2 separate regions of the Mus musculus genome follow, and region 2 is linked to region 1. A link is a contact called in public HiChIP or PLAC-seq data. All regions are on one chromosome and are shown on one strand. Each heading gives the region's core, a stretch centred on a gene start, on an enhancer-like site or on the middle of the called end of the contact. The rest is flanking DNA. Distances are from core to core; before and after follow the strand shown. Region 1 holds the start of Upf2 (UPF2 regulator of nonsense transcripts homolog (yeast)). Region 2 overlaps Proser2 (proline and serine rich 2).

Region 1 (5,851 bases), core at 3,211-5,710:
AACAAACTTTTAAAATAAAAAAATGTACTCTCTCAAATTAGAGCAGGCCTTCAATCTCATTAGTACAAGACAATATTTATAAACATAATGATTAATAAGACCTGTATGTTCTGTTCTGTATCAGTCAGTAGGGTGGCCAGTAGGCCACGAGTTTCCAAACCTCAGCACTATTATCATTTTGAGTAAGTCTGGTGTTTTCTGGGGTGTTTTTGTTTGTTTAGCAGTGCTAGAAATGAAACTCGGGCTTTTTGCCCACATGTTTACCAGCCTACGAGATAATTCATTCTTTGTGGAATCAAAAGGCTGTCCTATATACCTGCAGCAGCTAAGCACGTCTGTGCTTCCTGTGTAGTCAATGACAACAGATTACTCCAGACAGCAATAGATGCTTCTGAGGAACAGAAGCACCACTGGCTGAGAAACTGCTGCACTAAGCCACTTATCCATGAATGCAGCTTAAATAAAACCTGTAACTCAGCTGCTCAGGACCACCATATTTCAAGTGTTCAACTTCCCACGACCAGTGGCTTCCAAGCAAGGCAGTGCAGATACCAAACATTTCCACCATCACAGAAAGTGCTATTTGGACAGCGCTAAACAAACACATCCTTAACTGGAAACTACAGATACTGAAAGAAAAAACCTGTATATCTCACTAAAATGTAGTAACTTCTCAGAAAATATATTTCTCTACCCTAGAGCTAGTTATCTCACACAATTTTTTGGGGCACTACTTTTACGTTTTAACTTCTAAATTATCTGCAAGTTACATACAAGAAAATTCACAATATTATTTACAAAGTATAAAAGTATTTAAACTTCTTGGTGTCTTAGTAAAAGTTAAGGATATACAAGTATTCTTAAATATTTTCAAGTATGGCATTTAAATTTATAGCAAGAAATCCCAGGTTAATAGCTAAAGCCTTTGCAATAATAAATAAAGTATAAATAAATAAGGAATTTATTACTTTAGAGTTAAATATTATCAGAAAGACAGCCTAGACCAGGAGAATTCTGAAGGTACACAGACAGCCTAGTTGTCAGCCTTTACCTTCCTTCAGCCTCCCTTCTTATTTACCTTCTTTTTCTCCAGTATATGTCCACCTTTAATGTGAAAATACCACTCTCTAAAACAAACCTTCAAACAGTATAATACCAGTATCTAGTCACAGGAGCCATACTAAACATTTTATGTACATTATCTCATGTAATCCTAAAATTTTTATGAGGAGGGTATTATTTTCCCTATTTATAAATGAGTAAAGTGAGACTTAACCAAGTAACTTGACCAGGGTCCCCACAGCTGATGATAGAACTGGAATGTGAATTCACAGTCTTCAGCCAAGTTAAGAACCCTCAGAGTACCAAACTATGTGATGGAAGACTTGATCACAGACACCCGACTATGACAAATCATAGAATTATGAATCTCAGCGGGAAGCTCTGATAATGGCTAAGCACTTGCAACATAACGTTAACTTACTGGCACACTCTGGCTGAACGTACGGAGACAATGTAATGTTTAAGGTAACAGCACAATCTTATTTAAGGGTATTAATCATTATATGCAACAAAAATTTATGGAATTTGAATTTTGTGATTTGAAGTAACAAGATATTTCAAGATTATAAGAACATACAATTCTCAGACAACAAAAATGACATCAGAATTTATAACTAAAGTGTTCCTTACAAAACTAAAATTCTTCCATAGAATCAACTCACTCTTTATCTGACAAATCCATGAATGATCATCATTTATAAGCTCATCAGGGTCCCAAACTTTCACGACTCACCAATATTCACTTTTTAGTTTATGTAAATAACTACCACACTAATAAACAGTAACAGTCAGTGACAAATTAAGACAAATCCTGTTTCTGAAGATGGTAAAACAGATTCCCAAAAAGATCTGCAAGTCTTGGTATCAGAACCAAATTTCAGCTAACAAACTTATAACTAAAGTCCAGGCAGGAATACCACTTGAGCAAACAGAACAGGTGTTCAAGTCAGCCTTAAGTCTGCGTCCCAGCTTTGTATCTTACTAGCTATGGAAATCAGGCAACTTAACTTCTGTTTATTTTAATTATTTGCCAATAAAATGAAGCTGTTGCTGCCCATCTTAAAGAATTACTAACCTATAGCACAGTAGCCACCATAAAGAGAGACACTAAATGCTGGGTAGTGATGGCACACACCTTTAATCCCAGCACTTGGTAGGCAGAGACAGGAGGATTTCTGAGTTCGAGGCCAGCCTGGTGTACAGAGTGAGTTCCAGGACAGCCAGGACTACACAGAGAAACCCTGTCTCGAAAAACAAAACAAAAGGAAAAAAAGAAAGAAAGAAAGACACTAAATGACAGCTCTCTTTCAGGCCTGACGCTGAAAAGGCCATTACTAGATGAGTGATCTTTAGGATTAAACAGACTATGGGGCTCTACCCTCCAAGCTTCAGGGTTACGCTGAGTGTTAGACAATACAAGCTGCCCAACACTACCCAAGTGCTTCCGTAGCTACCCAGGGCTCGTTTCCACTATGTTCACACTCACAGGACTGTGTAAACCAAGTACACTAGCAAACAAACACAAAACTGGGCAGTGGTAGCGCATGCCTTTAATCCCGGCACTTGGGAGGCAGAGGCAGGCGGATTTCTGAGTTCGAGGCCAGCCTGGTCTACAGAGTGAGTTCCAGGACAGCCAGGGCTAGACAGAGAAACCCTGTCTCAAAAAACAAAGAAAGAAAGAAGAGAAGAGAAGAGAAGAGAAGAGAAGAGAAGAGAAGAGAAAAGAAACACAAATCCAATGACAATACACTTGTAATCTGTCAATTTAAATTCAATAAATTAAATCTAATAAAAGCACTAGATTCTTATTTAATAACAGCTAAATAATTCACCTAGAGTGTCTCCAAATTTCCCATGTAATATTATATTAAAGAAGTGAATATAAAAATTAGTGGTCTTGAAATTGAAATAGAATCAACTTTTACAAACTACTCTGCTAAGTACTCAGACAGCCCTTAAAAGGAAAGTATGATTGAAAACCACCTTTCTAGCTCCCAAAATACCGCTCCCGGCACTTGGTCTGTATTATTTTAGTTGCCTTTCTAAGTACATTCTAAACTTCCAAAAGAAAGTAAAAACTGTTTTACTAGTAAGACAGACTCTAATGCAGTGTCCTGGAGAGAGGACAGAGAACGGAGGTGTCCCCTAATACAGCTATAAGTTTGCTAAGTACCATATGGTCTATGTATGAAATCACAATCAGACTGCTCTGAAAACACTACAGAGTAAGAGAATGCTGGTTTACCTTTCAAGTCTGTGTTTTGAACTCAAAATGTTCTAAAGGTAGAACAGCACAGAGATATCTTCCGGTTTCTGAGTTTATTCTTTTACAAAATCCTTATATATGTACGAGACTTATTCAAATTTTTTCAGAGATTTCACCACAGCTCAAAAGTGGCTTTCCTGACGATCTGTACGACTTTTATGAACCCCTAAAAACTATGACAAATGAGAAGGGTCAGTAACAGTCTTATTTTCATCTAATGTGTCAATCGGTACATTTAAGGTTTTCTAAGAGCAAGGCTATTCGCTTCCATGCGTACCCCCAAACCTGTAAGCAGCCTCTGCTAGGCTTCTCTTTAGTTCAACAGTACTTGCTTGTAAGGGAAGTAATGAAAGCCTTGAGTTCGAGTCGAACAGTCAACCATCCTACCTGATTAAAAGGAAGTAAACCCGAACAGCCCCGTTGCCCCCCATCCGCAGGTCCGCTCCAAGCCTCTTCCCCTGCACACGCATCACCCACAAATCTCCCACAAACCCCCGCTGGGTCTCAGGGTCCCACCATTGACACACTTCCCGTCCACAACTCCTATTCCGTGGGGACATCTAAGCCCCAAGCCTAACTTCTCATCCCACACTCCCTCAGACTGCAGCCTCTCCAGCTCGACTGCCTACTCCACATCTTCCCCGCTCCCTCGTCCACGCTTCCCTCCGGACCGCCGAGCTCGCCCCAAGCCTCTCCTCGCACTCTTCCACGCCCCCGAACACCTTCCCCCTCCACGGCAGGCTCCTCCGCCTCCAGCCCCGACGCTGGGCCCAGGCATGCGGGGCAGACACCTCTTCTATCGCCCCTCACGCCGGCCTCGGCCGGGCCGAGACATCCCCCCCACATTGACCGGAGCCTCCGGGAGAGGGGTCTGAGGAGGACGACGTCCGATCCGCTCGTCCCTCCACTGCTCGCCGCCCCCGGAGAGCTGGAGTGCGGAGTCGCCTCTCGGGTCCCTCGGGGAGCAGGAGTCCGGACCGGTAGCCCTCCGCACCAGCTCGTCCCTATCGTCGGAGTGGAGGGGGAAGGAGGATCCCCGGAACTCACCTAGTGCCTGTTGTCAACATTAGCCCCGGGTTTCCCAGCACCAACTCCAGCGCTCGGGCTCCCCTCCCCTCCCCCCGCCGCTCTCGCAGACGAGGGCCCGCCTTCCCTCCGCTCCCCTCCTCCCTCCGCCCGTCGGCCCGCCCGCCCGCCACTCACCAACGCGGCCGGGCTGCTAGGGGGGCGGGGCGGAGCGCAGAGGGAAAAGGAAAAGGCTGCCCGCACGACTGCCTAGTCCAAATGGACCTTCGTCTCCGGTCCCTCGCTATGTGTTCAATCCCTCGTCTGGGTTAAGAAGTGATCAATCTATACCTAATCTCGAGGATGTGCTTCTCCTTCAGATATTCGTTGAAATTCTCCTATCTGTAAATTTTTATGTACAGGCAATGAATAGGACAACCGCTTCCAGCACCTCCAATCAGGGCCCCAGCAGAGGGGAGGAGTGTTCCAAGGACCGGAGGCGGGAAGTGGATTGGTCGTCAGGAAAGGGAAAGCGCCTGAATTGGAGATGCGCAGGCGCAAGCGATTCACGGCTGGGGGCGGGGGTGGGGGGAGCGAGAATGAGACGGGGCGGAACTCTAAGGAGGCATAGAAGAGTGGTGGGATAGTAGAATTACGGGGCGCTGTCGAGGTCAAGGTTGGTAACTTAGTTCTCCGAAGGTTGCCTGATGCGAACGTGAGGAACGGGTTCAAGAAGGCAAACTTTGATTGGACTAATACCGAAAGGTTGAAGGTTTAAAAAATCGAAAAGCTAAAGAACATGGCTGTTGAGGAAGGTAGAGGTAGAGTAGACTGGTGGGGGAATTTCCAGAACCGGTTTAAGGTGTTGGACATGAAAAACAGCTAAAATAGAGAGCAATCAAGGCTTTTCCCATTTGGAAAATATAGAAAGCCCTCTATTGTAAGTATTATAACTTTCACAGTGGAATGAAATCGCCCCGTTTTTAAAGGGATGGGGTTACGAACTTGAACCAAATTGACTGTGAAGTGCATTATCAGCTGCTCAACCTGTTTTCCCAAGTGGATATAATGTGCTTCTGACCTCCGATTCGTGTTCAGATTGTGGTCTGCTTAGATGTACATATGGTTCTGCTCTGGTTGGCCCATAGCCAAAGGAACAAAGGTGCAAAACAAGTCTGGATTCATCAGTGTTCAAGCCCGTACAATGATCTGCTACCAACCTTAGTGCTTGAGATGTCTTTGCCCCCTTTTTATTCAGCCTTTGCCCATTTGCTTTCTCCCTGCCCACTTCATTATTAGCAAGTAAATTCTCTTTCAAATTGTGCACCTCCTGGGTTAATTTTTTCTTGTTCAAAACAACCAATAGGTCAATCACGTAAAGGGCACCGAAGGAGGGAGAGGTGAATGCTGCCACTCTATGCCATTGATAAGTAATTATGAGAAGCTTTTTGTTTTTTGTTTTTCGAGACAGAGTTTCTCTGTGTAGCCCTGGCTATCCTGGAACTCACTTTGTAGACC
Region 2 (6,054 bases), core at 2,135-4,634, 170 kb before region 1:
TGTGTTGTGGATATTTGGATGGAAGAGGTAAGGACGGGCTAGATCTAGATGGCTCTGAGTCTGTGTGCCTACAGATGGGTCCTTGTGGTGTTCATTAGGAGAGGACAGTCTGCTGGCTTGATAGGTCTGCACCTCAAGAGCAGTCCGGAGTCGGAAGGGCTGCTGGAGAACTTGGCAGGTCGCTGGCGGCTGTGGGAGAGGAGAACGAGAAAGCTTTCACCTTTCTGCTAGGTCAGCTTGGGGGTTTCTGAATGGACAACTTGGGTGTGGGAGGAAGAGGAGGCGCAGACTCTGGCTTGCTGTGGAAAGTCACACTGCAGTTTTTCTAAGTAAGCTGAGAACTGTGCTCAGAGCTAACCAGTGTCCTGTGATGACTTAAGTAAAGGTGCTTTGAGGGTGTGGTTTATAATTTATTTTTAATGGAAAAGAAAATAATCTAAGGATGACTAAAATTTTTTTTAATTCTTTCATTTTTTGAATAATGGAAAAGGGTGTTGGGAGTCAGTTTTCTATAAAGAATAGGTTAGCCTCTGGGAGATGGTGACTGAATGCCTTGCATCCCAGCACTGGGGAGGCAAAGGCAAGTGGGTCACTATGAGTGCCAGGCCAGCCTGGTCAACAGATGGAGTGCCAGACCAGGGCAGCCAAAGCTATACAGAGAAACCCTGTCTTGAAAAACGACCAAACCAACCCAAAGAGTTGATTTACTAAAATGATAAGCAGGGTGTCATTGCTTCTTCTTTTTGTGAACTCCGTGTTATAAAACTCATTCTTGTTAACACACATTAGCTTCACACACAGAGGAATCAGCCCAGCCAGATAGACTATGAACGTAGGGTTTCCATCTTGCTGTAAAACCAACAAAATGCCTGTCACACAAAGCCACTTGGGTGCCTGTTCAAAGGAACAGATGTTGTCAGGAGCCACTGGCCCAAAGGCCCACAATGGCCGCTCTGTGCTTGCCTGTCTCTACTTCATCTCATGACTTTCATCATATGTAAAGCCCACTCATGGCAATTGGCCGGGACCATTCTAAACAGTTCTACTGTGAAACACTTGCATTTTAATGTCCTTGAAGGTCAAGAAAAAATCCTCATATCTTTTAAGAAGTCATTTGGTCATTATGTCATTGAATCGAGATTTTTCAGGACCGAGTTAAAGATTATTTCTTTGCTAGGTTGTTTTGTGTCCGAGTTTCTCAAAATCCTCGTGAGTGAGGGAAGGAAGGGCAGAGGTCACCCTAGGGTCCTGCTCTGGTCAGAATGTGTTTTTCCTATTTATTTAAATCTGGGTTCTCTGTATTCATGTCTTTTCTGTGATCCACTCTGTTTATTTTTTTGGTCCTGCCCAGCTAAAGTTGGGATGAATTCGGCTCATTATGTTTCTTCCTCCTTTTCTGACATCACAAGCGTTGGCTGCATCCTGGGACCGTTTCTAACGTCCCTCCTACCACATAGCTCAAAATACTTTCTAATATAAATAGTTTGCAAGAGTTATTTAGTACCGCGTTTTTAAGGTATTTTTTAGACTTTATGTATATTTATATGTATGTGCCGTGTGTGTGTGTGTGTGTGTGTGTGTGTGTGTGTGTGTGTGTCCATCCTCTGAGGTCAGAAAAGGACATTAGTCCTCAACATGAGGCCTGAGAACTGAACTCAGGTCTTCTGGAAGAACAGCAAGAACTCTTAACAGCTGAGCCATCTCTCTAACCCCAGGACTCAGTTCTTATGGCTATATGGGTGGATTCTTCTAATTATCTTTGTTGGCATTGTAAGTATTGAAATGTGCTAAGACTTGCTTTGTGACCCAGTATGTCAGCCGTTTCCATCTCTCTTTATAAAATGAAAAGAATGTTTGTCGTGTATAGATGGAATCTGGGTAGGTAGCTCAGGATGGCCTTGCATCCTCCTGTCTTCTAGCTCAGCCTCCTGAGTACCAAGGTTATGGGAGAGCTCCACCATGCCTGATCAGTGGAACGTATGTTATGAGGTTGCTTTATCCTGGTATACTGTAGTGTAAACACTGCTGAGATCACATCTTTAACCATGTTGCTGAAGTCCTCTGCAGTCCATCTGATTGTGAAGTCTGGAAGGAGGGGTTTAGAGTTGATCGCTTTACCGAAGTCGTGACATCCGAGTGGTATGATCCGGTGTAATAGCTCCAGGAAAGTAGAGGAAGCCAGGTGACCATCAAGATGGGCATGGTGGGTTGGCAGTAGGTCAGCGTGGGCAGCAATGGGTCTGTACTAGGGAAGGGCCAGAAAGAAATGGTGGTTTTGCTGTTGGAAGTAAGGAGACTCTGCAAGACTGGCTAGATATGAGTGTCAGGAGGCGGGAGGAGCCAGCAGTGCCTGAGAGCAGAGTTTTGTGCCTGTGAATGGGCCTTTGAGAGAGAGTTCACTGTGGGGATTCCACAGGCTCAGTAGCTTTCAGGTGCACAGTGGCGCGACGTGGTCGCTTGGGTTGTGTGTGTCTACTGGCTATTGACAAGCAGTCGGGTGCTGTAAGGAAGGTAGTAGGCTTACCCTCTACAGCATGCAACATCCTTCTGGAATGTTGCAGTAAGAAGAAAATGAGATGCATTTGGGGGGGAGGGTGGTCAAGCAAACTCACTGCAGAGCTTGGTGGGGTGGGAGGGGATGGGGACATCACTTGACTCTACAGTCACAGCTCAAGAGCTGTTAGACTTTTCCCCTCAGCTGGCTGCTGTCCTCCAGACTAAAGCAGTCTGGGCAGATGAAGATTCACTAAGATGATGAATGAATGACCTTGGCCTTGTTCTCCTTGCTCAAAGGTAAACACAGGAAACACCAAAAACATTGAGACCTGGTTGTATTTCTGGTCTTTTGAGTTTTTTTTCCAATGCTTGCTCTTCACCCCTGCAACCCTGAGAAGAGTCGGTTTCTTAGTACCTTCTGCTCCCCCTAGCCTCCCTTACTGCAGAGACCCTAGACTGGACAAGGACAGTAGATATTTCCAAGTGGTAATGACCCTCAGACCTATGGCTGTGCTCAGCGCTGTCAGTCTGCTCGAGCTCAAGGGTCCCTATCTCAGGGACCATTTCCGGCCAGGTGGAGATTGTCTCTGCTCCCGCCTTTAGATCAACAGTTAACGTCCAGGAGGCGTGTGGAACCAAGGTTTCACCTGCTCTCTCCTGCTACTTTGGCCTCGTAGAAGATCCTGCTTAGCTTCCTCACACACAGAATGTGAGAGACAACAGCCTTCAGAAAGCTAAACGTACAGTTTCTTAGCCTTTAGAGTTATAGCAACACATACAAAAGGTGTCTCCTGGAAGTGCACGGTGGTAAGTCACCACCTCCCCGCCACACCGTGAGGGCCCACGTGCTGCCCGCTGCCATCCCTGCCCAGACGGGCACAGTTCCAGAGCCTTCTCACAGGCTGGGGAGTTCTGAACTGTGTGGGTGAATCAGCACTTCCTATCCTGCACGCCCTCACCTTGCTGACTCCTGAAGGCTGGTGTGCGCCAGCCCCTCCCCTTTCCTTGGAGCTGTGATTCACTCGGGTCAGGACCCAGTTTGAGCTGAGTCAAGTGGGTGGGATCCACAGGAAGGATGCAAGAATTAGCCTGCCTTCACTGCCTGGGCCAGCTCGCTTAGCCTGACTCCAGCCTGAGTCCAGGAGCATAGCTGAAACACAGGCATCTCTTTACCTTTGCTGGGCTCTGCTGCTTGCGCGCTGGCCCCTGTTGTCAGCACTCTCTGTGGGTCTGCACTGTGCACTGCGGGGTCACTAGATGCATGCTAACTGTTTGACTTTTTGAGACTTACTACATTGGAGTTCGACCTGTGTATCTATCTGAAAGCCTGACTTTTATGCTATTAGTTATTTAGATATTTATATAATTGTGTTACTGTTAAAGGCCACATGTTATTAAATGGTTTTCAAAGCCTTTGGCCCTTGTGGTGGTTTGGTTACGGTTTTTGAGATAGGTTCACATATAGCCCAGGCTGGCCTTCAATTCACTATGGAGCTGGGGCCTTGGTTCTGATCCTCCTGCCTCAGCCTTCCAAGTACTGGGACTACAGGTGTGGGTCACTACATCTAGCCTTCCTAGTTTTTGTTTTGCGACAGGGTCTTGTTATATAGTTTAGGCTGGTTTCTGACTTGTGCTTCTCTCTCTCTCTCTCTCTCTGCTTATGACTTTGGACGCTTTGAGTCTTTCCCCATGCTATTTGATGTAATGGTATCTTCTAAAAGCTGAGTGTGTTTGTGAGACGGCCGACTTGCCAGCAAGAAAGACGCCACAACAGGATCCTTCTGCAACACGTTTATTGGGAGATCATGGACTGCTTAGGTGAAAGACCCCAAGCCCAGAACTGGTGCTGCTTATATAGGCCTAGGAGAGGCGTGTCTCACACCTGGATTGGTTATGCATTTACTACCTCATTTGCATGTCTCACATCCTATTGGTTATAATCTCAGTACCTCACATAACCTCATTAACATGCCTGGGCCAGGCAGTGACCTGGCAAAAAACTTTACTGCATATGTACACATTGGTTGTTTACCCAACCTTATGCGTGGTGGTCAGCAGTAGCCAGCACCACCTTGTAATGGCATATGTGGCTTCCCACATGTGTTCACTCTTCTGGTTTCCTAACCTTGCTCTTGAGTTGACCTGGACTTAATCACTGAAGACATGAAGAGAAATGGGGTGGGCGATCTCTCTTGAAATCTGTTCTTAGATTCTTGCCACACTCAGCCACCTGAGCGAATCCCCTTGCAGGGGTTGCATTGATTGACTGTCTGCACAAATGGCTGCGCCTGTTAACTCAGTACATTGGAAGCATGCTCCTCATTGTTGTCTCTCTGGTCTTTTAGAATATTTTACTGAACTCATTTGATGTTTAGGATTCTGAGATAGGTAATCTGCAAAGAAAGTCAGAAAATTAACTACCTTACAGGGTCACATTTTCTTTTTTCCTTTTTCTTTTTCCAAGACAGATTTCTCTGGGTAGCCCTGGCTGCCCAGGAACTCATACTGTAGATGTGGCTGGGCTTGAACTCAGAGACTTGCCTGCAAGTAAAGGCATGTGTCACCATGCCTGGTTTGGCACTTTATTATTATATCCAAGTACACTGTAGCTGTCTTCAGACACACCAGAAGAGGGCGTCAGATCTTGTTACAGATGGTTGTGAGCCACCATGTGGTTGCTGAGATTTGAAGGGGGTAGGGCTGTGTGTATACATCTATGATATATGCAGTAGTGACACTTTTTGAAAATATATTTATTTTTATTTATCTGTGTATTTGTATGTGCCTGTGTATATGTGCACAGTGTGTGTGTGTGTGTGTGTGTGTGTGTGTGTGTGTGTGTGTGTGTGTGTGAATGCCCACAAAGGCCAGAGGTCATTGTATCCTCTGGAACTAGAGTTTAGCCAGTTGTGAGCCACCTGATGTAGGTGCCAGGAACCAAACCTGGTTTCTGTGGAAGAGCAATAAGTGCTCTTAACCGCGGATGCCTTTGTTCCTACAAGTTATATGGACATGACCTCCTTGCTAGGGTCACCTTCAGTATTTTCTATCTTCCGTAGGACTTGCAGTACCTTTGGGCCTCAGACACCCATCAGGCTTAGAGATATCCCTCATGCCTCTGACCATCGTAGCTCTGGTCCCCAGGTGCAGTGACCTGGAGAAGGAGCCTGTTTTGTGGTAGCTCAGGCAGCCGGGCCAGGGAAGCCTAAGGGAAGATGTACCAGAGCCTAAGAGTGGAGGCCCTCGGGGCAAAGGAAGATGCCAGACTGACTTTACCAAGTCCCAGCACCAGTGTCTTTTGTAATGCTTCTATTCCTTCATAAAAGTCATTCAGAAGCCGGGCCTGGTGGCGCACGCCTTTAATCCCAGCACTTGGGAGGCAGAGGCAGGCAGATTTCTGAGTTCGAGGCCAGCCTGGTCTACAGAGTGAGTTCCAGGACAGCCAGGGCTACACAGAGAAAACCCTGTCTCAAAAAACCAAAAAGAAAAAAAAAAAAAAGTCATTCAGATGCGGTGGGTGCCCGACTCTAATTCAGGCACTCAGGAGGCAGAGGTAGA

The links. HiChIP or PLAC-seq counts read pairs in DNA pulled down with a chosen protein or histone mark.
Region 2: a contact with region 1 is called in a FOXA1 HiChIP or PLAC-seq map of pancreatic cancer cells. The contact joins the enhancer-like site here to the promoter of Upf2 in region 1. A contact is called at or near these places in 2 of 39 promoter capture datasets (embryonic stem cells and frontonasal cranial neural crest), 2 of 115 datasets of contacts at active chromatin or transcription factors (embryonic stem cells and pancreatic cancer cells) and 1 of 9 other capture datasets (adipose tissue).

What each region holds. Positions count from the first base shown.
Region 1 is chr2:5,950,078-5,955,928 of GRCm38.p6, reverse strand. Upf2 (UPF2 regulator of nonsense transcripts homolog (yeast)) reads right to left here and starts at 4,460. Exons shown (of 22, transcript NM_001081132.1): 1 at 4,376-4,460.
Region 2 is chr2:6,115,846-6,121,899 of GRCm38.p6, reverse strand. The region is part of intron 1 of Proser2 (proline and serine rich 2); the gene reads left to right. Among named protein-coding and RNA genes, the nearest start is that of Proser2, 11 kb to the left of the region's middle. Within about 2 kb of position 3,384, at least 68 of the 459 cell types and tissues checked have an H3K27ac peak or open chromatin away from gene starts, as enhancers often do. A contact at or near this core is called in pancreatic cancer cells, where this site is marked.